Linked DNA regions of Mus musculus: region 2 is linked to region 1. Evidence: chromatin contacts called from public Hi-C data. All regions are on one chromosome and are shown on one strand. The core of a region is the stretch at or near the end of the contact, and the rest is flanking DNA. Distances in the headings are between cores, read along the strand shown.

Evidence for each region. A called contact is a pair of places that touch in the nucleus more often than the background predicts.
Region 2: a Hi-C map of rod photoreceptor shows a contact between it and region 1, with 4 times the contacts expected there. The contact joins the promoter of Hoga1 here to the enhancer-like site in region 1. A contact is called at or near these places in 15 of 39 promoter capture datasets (3T3-L1-derived adipocytes, the HPC-7 cell line, HPC-7-derived erythroid cells and 9 more), 16 of 484 Hi-C or Micro-C datasets (ECoMG myeloid progenitors, bone marrow-derived dendritic cells, bone marrow-derived macrophages and 11 more), 1 of 115 datasets of contacts at active chromatin or transcription factors (the HPC-7 cell line) and 3 of 9 other capture datasets (adipose tissue, liver and pancreatic islet).

Annotation. Positions count from the first base shown.
Region 1 is chr19:41,953,303-41,959,777 of GRCm38.p6, reverse strand. Mms19 (MMS19 cytosolic iron-sulfur assembly component) reads left to right here. Exons shown (of 31, transcript NM_028152.3): 9 at 1,834-1,920; 10 at 2,563-2,637; 11 at 3,192-3,269; 12 at 3,817-3,955; 13 at 4,205-4,359; 14 at 4,582-4,660; 15 at 4,920-5,045; 16 at 5,231-5,312; 17 at 5,761-5,861; 18 at 5,960-6,109. Among named protein-coding and RNA genes, the nearest start is that of Zdhhc16, 23 kb to the right of the region's middle. Within about 2 kb of position 2,922, at least 2 of the 459 cell types and tissues checked have an H3K27ac peak or open chromatin away from gene starts, as enhancers often do. A contact at or near this core is called in rod photoreceptor, where this site is marked.
Region 2 is chr19:42,041,878-42,048,352 of GRCm38.p6, reverse strand. It overlaps Hoga1 (4-hydroxy-2-oxoglutarate aldolase 1), which reads right to left and starts at 2,483. Exons shown (of 7, transcript NM_026152.2): 1 at 2,243-2,483. The coding sequence starts at 2,435. It overlaps Ankrd2 (ankyrin repeat domain 2 (stretch responsive muscle)), which reads right to left. Exons shown (of 9, transcript NM_020033.2): 5 at 6,303-6,401; 6 at 5,886-5,984; 7 at 4,502-4,600; 8 at 4,212-4,310; 9 at 3,243-3,492. The coding sequence ends at 3,346.

The DNA of each region.
Region 1 (6,475 bases), core at 1,673-4,172:
GAAAAAATAAAAAGAAAAAAGGGGGAAAAAAAAAAGGACTGCCTAGCAGAAGTGAACTGAGATTATCAATACCGGTACCATATCCCTTTTGAGATTATCAATACCGGTACCATATCCCTTTTGAGATTATCAATACCGATACCATATCCCTTTGACCTCCTGGTGCAGCACTGAGGCTCTCAACTGCACCACCGAAACTGTAGACTCCTTTCTGACCCAGTGTTGAAAATTAAACTTGAAGGCTCTGCTACGATGAAGGAAGAATAGAGAGACTGTCCAGGAGCTCCGTCTGCTTCTCTGCCCCCATCCCTAGTTCCAGCTTCCCTTAGAACTGCCAGTTCCAAAGCCCTCAGGGACTGTGCGGTGATCGTCACTCAGCTATCCCCAGGTCTACCCTGGGTCTTTCATCTTAGCTGTGTTGAGTCATTTCCTTCTTACTGTCTGCCTTCCAGTTTCTAGAATTTTGTCTCTCTTATCTGGTTCTCTTCAACATTTAGGTTTTTGACTTAAACCAAACCAAACCAAACAAACTTTACTATATTGTAAACAAACTTTACTATACTATAGTGCAGTTTCTAGAGGAGAAAAGGAAAAATCTGATTGATATTTTCAGTCTGCTGGTTTGACACAGATGTTATCAATGCTTTTTATACTGTCATAGTTGCTGCCTTTTATATAAGTGAAAAAAAGATGTCCATCCAAGAGAAATTATTTCAACTGGCTTAACCACATAATAAAACTAATATTCAGGAAGAATAATACCATTTGGTAATGTTTTTTTATTTTCATTCTAGTTTTTTCCAGACAGGCTTCTCTGTATAGTCCTGGCTGTCCTGGAACTCACTCTGGAGACCAGGCTGTCCTGGAACTCAGAGATCTGCCTCCTGAGTGCTGGGATTAAAGAGAGGGTTGTGTGCCCTCACACCTGGCTGAGAATGATCTTAATGTAACTGACAGTGTAACTCGGTGGTAGAGTACTTGCCTGGCATGCCCACATCCTCGGTTTGATTCTAGCATAAAATACAAGTTTGTTGGCCCACGCCTGTAGCGCCAACACTTGAAAGGTAAACACAAGGGAATCAGAAGTTCTAGGTCAACGTTAGCTACATCCAGTGTTCCAAGTTAGCTTGAGCTACATGAGATCATTTCTTATTAAAAAGGTGTTCTTGATGTAGTAAGTGAGAAATAGATTACAAGCCATACAATTAGTCATCTTAACAACATACAGAGAAGAAGCACGGCAGCTGGTAATTGGACTTATCTTTATCTCTAAGTGGTAAATAGTAGATGCGATAGAAAATGTGTTGGGGAGTGGTGTGGTAGCTCATATTAGTAATGCTAATTAGCATTTAGGAGGCTACATAGCAACCGTTCCAAGACACAGGAATAAAGGTAAAGGGGAATGGAATGTGCCTGGGTTGGGAAGACAGCTTAGTGGTACAATGCTTGCCTGGCATGTACAAAATGCTTGTTTTAATTCTAGCACTGCAAAAATAAGTGACTTGCTGGGTGTCACCACTCAGTACACACCTTTAATCCCAGCACTTGGGAGGCAAAGGCAGACGGATCTCTCTGAGTTCAAGGCCAGTGTTGTCTAGAGTTCCAGGAGAGCCAGGGCTACTTAGAAAAACTCTCAAGAAACCGAAAAATAAAATAAATGCCTAAAGACAAAAATATGTTAAGAGTGAGCAAGTTTTTTTGCTGGGGCTCGTGGTGTATGATTGTGCTAGATTGTGTCTAAGGATTGCCTGTTCTGCAGGCTTGCCAGGTTCAGACTTATGTCCAAGGGTGGCCTGAAAATTGTACAAAGCCATGGTTCCTTTCCATTTTCAGCCGCCTAACGATCCTTATGGCATCCAGAGAGAGGATCTCATCCTGAGTCTCCGTGCTGTGCTGGCGTCTACACCGCGCTTTGCCGAGGTGGGTCTGCTCTAATGTAACAGTCTCTGCCCAGAGAACGCTCCGAAGAAAGAGCCGTGTGGGGGTCTGCTCAGGGCTCAGCAGTAAGAGCACTGGCTGCTCCTCCAGAGAACCCAGGTGGGATTCCCAGTACCCCATGGTGGCTCACGGCCATCTGTCACTCTAGTTCCAGATGATACAACACACCTTTCTGGCCTGCATGGCATCAGACATGCATGTGATATACTGACGTGCCTGCAAGCAAACATTTATACACGTAAAACAAAATTATAACAACAAGTTTTTTGGAAAGTAAAAGCATAAGGAGATAGAATGCTCCATTATGTATCTTAGGGTTGATGTTCTATAAGTGTCTTATATGTCAAATACTTTCAGACTTTCAGCATTGAAAACGTCATCATTTCATCCCCTAAAATACTGATGTCTTCTGTAGACAGCGTACTTCACACACATCAGCTTTGCTAACGTACCTATTTCTTAAGTCCCACAGCGTAGCAGGAATGTTGGTTACAGTTGTAACTCGTGACCTGAACCCCACTCCTTGGTATAGCACCTGTCTCTTAGGGCTGATGATAATATGGGCATTGGTTCTGATGGCTAAAATATTCTCTCAGGCGTCTGCTTTTTCCTCCTTTGCTACAGTTCTTACTGCCTCTGCTAATTGAGAAAGTGGATTCGGAGATTTTAAGTGCCAAGCTGGATTCTCTGCAAACTCTGGTGAGTGTTTCTCCTTGGAGGATCCGGCTATCTCTGCACAGGTTAGTGATACTAAAGTGCAGCTTCGTGGACAGCCGGGGGTCAGTTCATGTGCCTCAGGGGCCAGGACTTAGGCTTATAATGTTTATCTAAGCACTGTATTACATTCATACTGTCTTACTCTGTGTAGCTAAGAACTGGTCAGTGTTCTTTTTCTTTTTGGATGTTTGAGAAAGGGTCTCTCAGGTCAGGCTGGCCTAATCTTTTTACTTCCACTTCCCAATTAATAAGATTAATGTGTGTTGCTAATGCAGACTTTGTCTTAGTGGAGGATGGGTGCTAGTAATTGAACCCAGAGCTTCATGTATCCTAGGTAAGCAAGCACTCTTTCACTGGGCTTTGTCATCAGCCTTGTACTTTCAATAAGAAATAGGCTGAGATCTTTTCTCAGCACTCAGTAGAACTGTTAGGACACCTTGAAGGTTTCCCTGCTGAGAATCCACCATATTTAGGTGCCCATGTATCCTGGAGCACCTTGAGCGTGAGCTAGCTAATGGCTGTGGTTCTTTTGGCAGAATGCTTGCTGTGCTGTGTATGGACAGAAGGAGCTGAAGGACTTCCTGCCCAGCCTTTGGGCTTCCATCCGTAGAGAGGTGAGTGTTGGTTACTTGAACTCACTGGTGTTAGTTGAGGAGAAGTAATGGCCCTTGCCTGTCCTTTTTCCTGTCTCCCAGGGTCAAGACGCTGTGTGTGTTCTTTTCAGTGAACAAGCAAGGGGATAGAAAGATTTCCAGTTGAATGTCAAAGAGGGCAGTTCTCTTTTGAGGGCTTCCTGCTTGGTGACAATACATGGCCACCTTTGTACAATGCCTGCTTCTTGTTCTGTCATGGCAAGGAGCATAGGTCTGGCACCATCTGAATGTAAAGAGAGAGAAAGAGACTTAAATAAGGGTCACAATAATCTCTATTCTATGTGGGTAACTGTTTCTTGCAGTATGTCATTCCTAGTGGGGTAAAAGACTTGTTGAACATATAACCAACCAAGATGATACTAGTAGATTGGGTTTTTAATTTTCATTGCTGTGCCCCAAACATTCTCAAGTACATATTCTTCTGCACCCCAAGAAGAAAGGCAGTGGAGTGGTGGGGACTTAGCTGGTACAAGCTCACCTCAGTAGCCATGGGATCCCTTCCTGACAGGTTTTCCAGACTGCTAGTGAGCGAGTAGAGGCAGAGGGCCTGGCAGCTCTCCACTCCCTGACTGCGTGTCTGTCCTGCTCTGTGCTGAGAGCTGATGCTGAGGACCTCCTTGGTTCCTTCCTCAGCAACATCCTTCAAGGTAATGGGACTGTGGAGCCAGCGAAGGGAGTGAGCACCTTAGAGCTGATATTCCTTTGGGCCAGTGGTCCTTTATGGGTGGCTCCCACATGTCCAATAATTTGGGGGCTGCAGCCCTACTTGTATTGAGAGCAGTTAGAGGCTAACTGATAGCAAATAGTTCCAGGTGTCAGTTTCCAACCTCTATGATTAAAGGGGAAACAGGCAATATTTGGCCTACTCCCCAGGTCTGTGATTGCTGCCTCTCTAGACTGCAGGCACCATCTATGTGAACCAGACATGAAACTTGTATGGCCTAGCGCTAAGCTGTTGCAGGCAGCTGCAGGTGCGTCTGCCCGGGCCTGTGAGCACCTCACCAGCAACGTGCTTCCCTTGCTGCTGGAACAGTTCCACAAGCACAGCCAGGTAAGGGCGACAGATGAGACTTGGGTGCCTGTGGTCCCTTTCTTGGAGAGACTGATACTCTAGTTTGGTCTCAGATAGATCTGGGTTTTCTGTTAGCCTTAGCTTGTTCCCTTGTTTACTCTCACATAGTCTCTGTCTTAAGTAAAAGGTTCATTGTTAGAATAGCAGAGCTGAAATCCTTTAACATAGTCTCTAACCCCAGTATTCCTTGAAATATCACAGAGCAACCAGCGTCGGACAATCCTTGAAATGATCCTGGGATTCCTAAAGCTACAGCAGAAATGGAGCTATGAAGACAGAGGTGAGGTCACTTGGAGTGAGGTATCCTGGGCAGTTATTGAGCCTTGTAGCCCAGAAGTACAGCAGGACAGAGTACTAGAGAGGAGTCCAGGAGAGTGGCCATGTTCATAGGCTGCAGTGCAATATTATACTGATGGCATTGCCATTTTCCAATGCATGTCTCCTAGAATCCCAGCTCTTAAAATCTGCCCAACGTTGTCTGCAGCACTGCAGTCAGGGATGGGTGTGAGCGCGTCTGACCTGGCCTTTGTCTCTCCTAGATGAAAGGCCTCTGAGTAGCTTCAAAGACCAGCTATGCTCATTGGTGTTCATGGCTCTAACAGACCCCAGCACCCAGCTTCAGCTTGTTGGCATCCGGACGCTCACAGTCTTGGGTGCCCAGCCAGGTACATGTCACAGGAGAAAGGACAAGGAGGGCATTGATCCCTCCTTGCATTCTCTGTCTTGAGTGAAGAGCAGTGTTTCCCTGTCCTCACTGCGGCACTGGGTGCTGTAATTTCTCCTAGGATTTCCTGGGAGGGCGGTGGCTACAAGGACACACAGATGCAGGTTGTGTTCTCTCTAACTGCAGGTCTCCTGTCTGCTGAGGACTTGGAGCTGGCAGTAGGTCACCTGTACCGACTGACCTTCCTGGAGGAAGATTCCCAGAGTTGGTGAGAATCTAAAGCAGTTGAGGTATCCTGGGCAGTTGTTCCCCACCTCTGTATCAGTAGCAGCAGATGCAGCCAGGGCCAGAGTTCTGTGCTGTGTGTTATGGCTCCTGAGTGGTCAGAAAGACAATGGCACAAGCCTTTAATCCTAGCACTCAGAGGGCAGAGGAAGGCCGATCTCTGTGAGTTTGACCTCAACCTAGTCTACAGAGAGTTCTAAGACAACTAGGGCTACACAAAGAAACACTGGCTCAAAAAGAAGGAAAAAACAAAAAACAAAAACGATACAAAAACAAAAAAAGAAGTCCTGTCCAACCAAGTGTTGTAGGACTTGGGTCTTGCTCTTCAGCAAGGTATCCATGATAGCCCATTCTCGTGGAGCTTCCTGCTCCCAGGCCTTGGGAAGAGAGGGATGGGCCAAGGCTCTGCTAATGCTGTTCATTGTCCCCAGTAGGGTGGCCGCACTGGAGGCATCAGGAACCCTGGCCACTCTGTATCCTGGAGCCTTCAGCAGACACTTGCTCCCCAAGCTTGCTGAGGAGCTGCATAAAGGTATGTGTCCTAACTGTTCCAACCCTTGCCAGCAGGGCTTTCTGAGAGGGCCTTCACACCACCACACAGGGAAAACTTATCTCACCAATTGCTTTCAGGGGAGTCAGATGTGGCTAGAGCAGATGGTCCCACCAAATGTTCCCGGCATTTCCGCTGTCTGCAAGCTTTGTCAGCTGTTTCAACACATCCCAGCATTGTCAAGGAGACACTGCCTCTGCTACTGCAGCATCTCTGTCAAGCAAACAAAGGTAAGTAGCAGTAACACTCATCAAGGGGCAGGACTAAATGGAACCCTGGTCTAGGGCCTGTAAGTTGTAATTGTAGTTGTACGTAGCAGTGACATGGTAAGCTCTTTAAAACCAATATCTAGTGATTGTTTATATGGTTATATTAATATAGCTATACAGTAAGCGGATGTACATTTATGGTTGTACAGTTCGGTGTTTCATCCAAATACACCATAAGAAAGGAAGTGGTCTACGGTTAGCTTACATATCAACCCTTTTGGTGTCTCGGAAGTCTTGAGAGTCATTTCTAGTTGGTATTTTGCAATATTCTAGAAACCGTTGTCATCCTTAGTTATCCTGTTGAACACTATATCTCTTGGGAGGATC
Region 2 (6,475 bases), core at 1,234-3,733, 89 kb before region 1:
GGGCTTGTTACCCACACTGATACAAAGTAGCAATAGCATTTGGCAACTGTCTTTATCTTCTCCTGAGTGTTAAGATTGCAAGGTCTATTCCAGAAAGAGAAATATCAATGTTTGGCTAAGTGCAAGAACCTTGAAAAGACACCCCTGACTCTTCGTCCTCTGTGCCAGCCTATCTTGGCTGCCTATCTTGGGGGAATTATACTGAGCCACTGGCTAAGATCCTGAGGGCTTAGCTCCTATTCTCAAGTAAGGAAACTGGACTACAGAGGGAGTGTGATTTCTCTTATATTTTTGGTTGTGAGCCTAGCCTTTAATGTCTGAGCCATCTCTCCAGCCTGAGTGTGATTTCTCAGTTGCTATAATAGCCAGAGGAGGAGTCTTCCAACTTCAGAGATTGGTCGCCTTCCTCCCAAAGCCCCAATCTCCTGCTATGTGGTGAATGGAGGAATCAGACAGCATCAGGAACCCAGAAGCCAAATCCTTCCCTCTACCAACCAACCAAACAACAAACCTGCCCAGGGCACCCGATGCTGGTTGCATGAGTTAGAGAGACAAAGGGGGAATTCAAAGACAACTGTGGAGATCTCTGTGAAATCCTAAATACAGGATTTCAGAAACACAATGGATACAGAAGCCAGTCTTCTGGCCCCTACACTAAGTGTCCTTGATCTTTAAGCTGAAGCACAGTGTTCAATTTGAAGCTAAGGGTTATCCCTCCAGGCCAGCATAAGCAAGTTCTAGTAGCCATGCTATCCCCTGCTCACTCAGAACGTGCACCCAAAGGCCACTGTCCCTTCACAAACATCATCTGGGTCCTGAGCTATGAAGTGGGCTCACCTGGGCCAGTGGTCACTGTCACCAAGCACCAAGCAGTTTTGCTACAGTGTTGAATGAAAAAATAAAAAAAAAAATAAAAACTGAAAAAGGGCATGACTGCTCCTAGGTGTGGTGGAGGGAAAAGTTCATTGTAGGTCAAAGGGAGAGCATAGCCAGAGGCAGAAACATCTGGGAGAGTCCAGAGTGACCAGGACCCTGAGCCACTGAGGAGAGGAAGGAGGGGACGGGGGATGGGAGGGAAGGGAATCAGGTGCAGGGGCCAAGATGTAAAAGAAAGGGGTGGATAACCAAAATGGCTGCACTCTACAGAGAAGAGCCTCTGGGATAGGGCAGCCCAGCCCCCGAGCTGGAGAGTTGGGGAAAGAGGGAACTAGAGGGTGGGGTATGCCAGCCATACCTGTAACAGGTAGGGACTGAAGGAGGCTGGGAGAACCTGGCAGCCAGGTCCGCTTTGATATATTAAATAGATCCTTCAGATAGTTCTCCCAGGGTTTGAGACTTCCCAAGAGTCTATCCCTTCCAATCTATAGCACTATAGAATCTATACCATTCTTTTTCTTCACATTCTTCCAGATTCTTCTTCTGGCTGCCCCACAGCAAGAGCATTATCACTCCCGTGTGTCATATGGGGAAACAGGGCTAGAGTATCCCACGGAGTAAGACCACTGGCAAAACTGCAACTGGAAACTAGAGTCCACTATCCTAGCTGCTAGCTTGTACCTTCTTCTCAGTCAGAGGGAAGCCATTTTCCAAGCTGGTACCCACCAAACGACATTTGTAGGGATAGTCTTAGATAGATCCCACAACTTAGAATCAGTGGGCAGAACAGAGCTTCTAGTCAGCAGTTCAAGTCTCAGCTCAGCTATGTGTTAGCTGAGTGGCTTTAGACAGTGACCACATCTCTGGGAGCCCACGTTCCCTCCTACAAGATGGTGTCATTGACAGCACTGACCAGGAATTGCTCTGGGTGGGTGGAATGGGATGGAGCAGGGCAGGGGACTGCCCTTTTCTACCTTCTCTTACTGGACCTATGTCTGTGAGGCAGATGAATCTCACATAGGATGTAGTCCGTGGCCTCAAGGAGAGGACCCAGGTTAAAACAAGAGGTGGATCAGAGGATCCAGCACATTGAGCCCCCAGGCAGGCTCCAGGGGGAAGGAGGCTGAAAACAGGCTGCCCTCCTGTGTGACCTGGCTAGCGCCTTCCCATCAGCAAGCGGGCCTGAGAGACAAGGATGCCCCCATTCACTGCCCCATGTTTTCACTACAATAACCCTGGGAGTAAAGAAGGTGCCTTAGCCCTTCCCAGATGGGGAAACAAAGGCAGGTGAGGCTCTGTCCAAAGTGCCAGAGCTTCCCCACAGCTCCCCACCCTCCTGGATCTGGCTCCCCAACTTCCCTCTTACCTCGAAAGGGGAAGGTGGCCAGTCTGTTCAGGTTCTCTTCCAGTTTCCCATAGTCTACCTCTGCGGTGGCGGTGAATGGGGTGGTCACGGGTGGGTAGATGCCGGCAATGTCTACCTTCTTGCCCTTCACATTCCTAGACAAGCCCCTGCTCAGACCCTGCCTCATGGAGGCCCAAATTTGGGGGCCCAGCATTTCTGCGGGAGGTCTGGAGCCTCAGCTGTCTGTGACCACAGGGGAACTGAGTTTGGACTCCTTCCTCCCCGCTCTGTTAATGATCTACATACACAGTTAAAATTTTGTGTTCCCACCACAACCTGTGGGCATGGCTTGGGAGCGTGCAGCTTTGCACTGGGTGTCCCAGGTCGGGGGCGGGTCTAGAGAGTCTCCAGGCCGGCTTTCTTCCCTGCTGGAAAGCCGCTGGAGAAACGCCACAATTACGGCCTAAAAGAGAGCTGGCCCTTGGGGTTTCAACACTAAAAACAGTCTCTGACAGGGACCTCTTTACCCAGCGCCAGGGCCTGGAGCCACCCACCCCACCCTTACCCCCGACCCCAACACGCACACCCTCCGTTTCCAGGCTGGCTGAACATGACGGAACTGATTGGTTGAGCTGGCCTGGCCCCGCCCTACTGTAGCCAACCACTTGCTCTTCCAGAAGCAGTTGTGAAAAATCACTCCTCCTGTCTACAAGTGGCTGCCAAGGGCCGTCACGTGTTAGCCCTCTGCTGGCCACACAGGGACACACAGCTCCATGGAACAGTCTTGAAGATAGGAGCAGAAGATGAGTATGCCACAGTGTGAAACATACCACAATCGCGGCCCCAGGGATTAGGAAAGAAAAGCAGGATGAGAGGGACAAAGCAAGGCCAGGCCAGCGTCGGGAGACCTACTAATTCAGGACCCAAGGGACTCCACATTTCCTGCGTTCCCAAGCTCACTCTAGCATCCAGTCTTTGCTCTTACGTGTTTGGAGCACGAACAGAGACAAACGCCACAAATAGCAAAGCCAGCACTTTATTGTGTTGCATCTAGGGGTGTTCCTGCTAGACTGGCTGCAGGCAGCTCATAGTAGGGGGTTGGGTGCCCAGCTCCGGGTAGGTATTTACTGGGCTGGTATAGGCTGAGGTGTCTCACGGCCACTCCCAGGCCTCTCCAGTCCGTTCTGCTCTGATTCTGGCTCGGGATGCTCCAGGGCATGCCGGGTGTCTGCTTGCCAGAGCTGGACCAGGTCCGTGGGGGTCTTTCCCGCCTGGAGAAAATAGAAGTAGACATACTCAGATTTGAGCAGTCCACCCGAAATTGTCTTCAGCTGTACCAGTGGTTCTCAGCTAGAGGCAAATGCCCAGGGGTAAAGCCATCTTGCATTTCACAACTAGAGGTTATGGTTGCTACTGCTATCTAGTGGGCAGAGACCTGAGATGCTGGGACAGTGCACAGGAAAGTCCCTTCATTATGAATCGTCCAGCCCCAGTGTCTGCAAGGCTAAGACCATCCACACCCTCTCCATGTGCTCTTGCTTCCCTCAATGTCCCTATGCTTTCCTGTGCCAGAAGAACTTTTCCATGCCCCTCTCCTGTGATTGTTCTGTGAACCAATAGATAGGCTTGGGCCAGAGGACATCTATTCATAGAAAGTCTGAGACCTACCACGAACCAACATGAGGTGCTAGAATGGCCACACCAACCAAGTAATTTGATTCCCTTTCCACTGGCCCTCCATGGATTGGGCCTGGGCACTGCGATCCCCTTCACCTATCTGGGAACCTTGGGGAAGTCCTCCCATTACCTCTCTTATTGTTTCTCTAAACTTATGCTTTGGGCCTTGACACATGAAGGGAGACCTGGGATTAGGATGGTGTAGCCAAGCGCCAATGACATGAGTACCTAGGCTGTGGCTGCCCCATGGCCTCTGCAGAACATCCACCATGCAAGGGCACCCCAAACCACCAAGCCCGAGGAACAGACTCACCAGGTTCTTAGCCATCATGTCCGCCCCATGCAAGAGCAGCAGTTTGATGATTTTGTAGCGGTTGAGTCTCACGGCATCATGTAGGGCACTGTCCCCTTCCTAGAATCAGTGTAGCACACAGGTAACCCTTGAGGTCAGTGGGTGGGTAGGGTGATAGGAGATGGGGCTAAAGACCTTGCTCAGAAGCAGACACCCTAGGGTCCTGTAAGGAAGGACTACTCGCCCTTGGCAGCCTGGTAGGCTGCTGTTACACCCATATTGGCTGAGCAGGGGAGCAAGCAAGGACTCACTCTGTCTTTGGCATTGATATCCAAGCCCAGGGAAAGAAAATGTTCCACAATCTCCACGTGTCCAGTACGGACGGCCACATGCAGGGGAGTGCTCAGTAGCTGTGCGGGAGGAAACAGGACTGTTGGCACATGGGCCTGGGCTGTGGTATCCTGGGGTGGAAGAGCTATCTCCAGCTTAATCCTACTCTCAAGTCCGAGTGCCAAAGCCTGAGCCTTGGACAGGAGAGAATGGTCCAACATACCACTATCCCTCCCAGTTGCCTGATCGTACAGCTCTAAGTGCCACCTCCTCTGGCGAGCCTACTACAGTTCCCTTCTTGCCTGGCAGTGAACTATTGTCCACTCCTCCACCTTTGTAAAAAGTCAGGGACTCTGGGCTGGAGAGATGGCTCGGCGGTTAAGAGCACTGACTTCTTCCAGAGGTCCTGAGTTCAATTCCCAGCAACCACATGGCGGCTCACAACCATCCGTAATGGAATCCAATACCCTCATCTTGTATATCTGAAGACAGCTACAATGTACTCATATACATAAAATAAATAAATAAAATCTTAAAAAAAAAAAAAAAAGTCAGGGCCTCACTACCTAGCCCAGGCAGCTGCAAACTCTCAATTCTCTTATCTCTGCCTCCCAGGTATCTAGGTTCTCCTTCAATCAATTAACATGCTTATTCATTGGAACAGTGGGACTGAGCCCATGATCTTGCACATACTAAACAAGTATGCTACCATGGAGTCACACACCACACCTGGCGCACTTTCTTTAGTAATTTTTTTTTTTTAATGAGACAAAGTCTCACAGTGTAGACCAGGCTGACCTTGATCTTAGTGGTCCTCCTGCCTCTGCCTCCCGAGTACTAGGATTAAAGATGTGAAACCATCACCCAGCTCCGGCATTTTTGAATAATTATATTCGATGCCATTAACTGAGAAATGACTGTGGTAGATGTGGCAAAAGCTTCTTGTGTTAAAAAGTAATTCCTTTACAAACATTCTCCTCCTAATCTATGTAAGAACTCCACACGTTTTACGGCTGACAAACGGTGCCTTGGAAGCCAAGGTATTTGTTCAAGGTTCCATGTAAAGAGATGGATGAATAAATGAATAAACTGATGGACAGGCGGGTGGATGATGAAGGATGGCGGATGCCAAGGATGTACAAACCCTGTATCTTCTCAGTGGACCACAGCTCCAAGAGAGTATTGTCTTTGTCTCCTCTCAGCGCTTGCTCCTGCCAAGCTCCCTGGAGGGCCGGAAGCCTCTCTGCAGCTGACTAGAAACCAGGCTGGTCCTTTACCTGCCCACCGGCCACCACTTGAGCTTGTTTGCCATTGGCTGTCCCCATCCTCCCATGCACCCCAATGTGTACTGAAGCACTGCTTCACCTTGTCTCTCACGTTGGTGTCGGCCCCCCGGCTTTGCAGGAGTCTCACCACCTCCAGGTGGCCCCCACGGCAGGCCCAGTGCATGGCTGTGCAGTCCAGCTGGAAGGGATAGATGGGATTTAACGGGAGAGCTGAAGGGAAAGAAGCTCTCTGGGGAAAGGATTGAAGCCAAGAAAGTGGAAGGACAAAAGATATGGGAATAGGACAGATAGACAGCCCAGGACCCAACTAGTCCACGTGAGAGTCCCAGAGACAATTTAGGGGGTGATGGGGCTCACTGGATGTCACAGAACACACAGAGGTAGGACCTGGCCCCCTGGTAGCCCACTGGCAGCCCACTAAAACAGATTTGACAGGAAGTAGAATTCTACAGACTAGATCTACTTCTTACCTCCCACCCAATACCTGCCCTCTCACCCGATCCTGGAAGTCCACGGTGGCCCCATTCTCCAGAAGTTTCTCCAGTATCTCCATGTGTCCCTCCAGGGAGGCCCGATGCAGTGCTGTCCGACGGAACTGTCCCCAAAGAGACTGTCAGGCCTGAGTTCCATGAAACCGAGGCCTAGGCCTTGCTAAAACTTGGTGCCTAT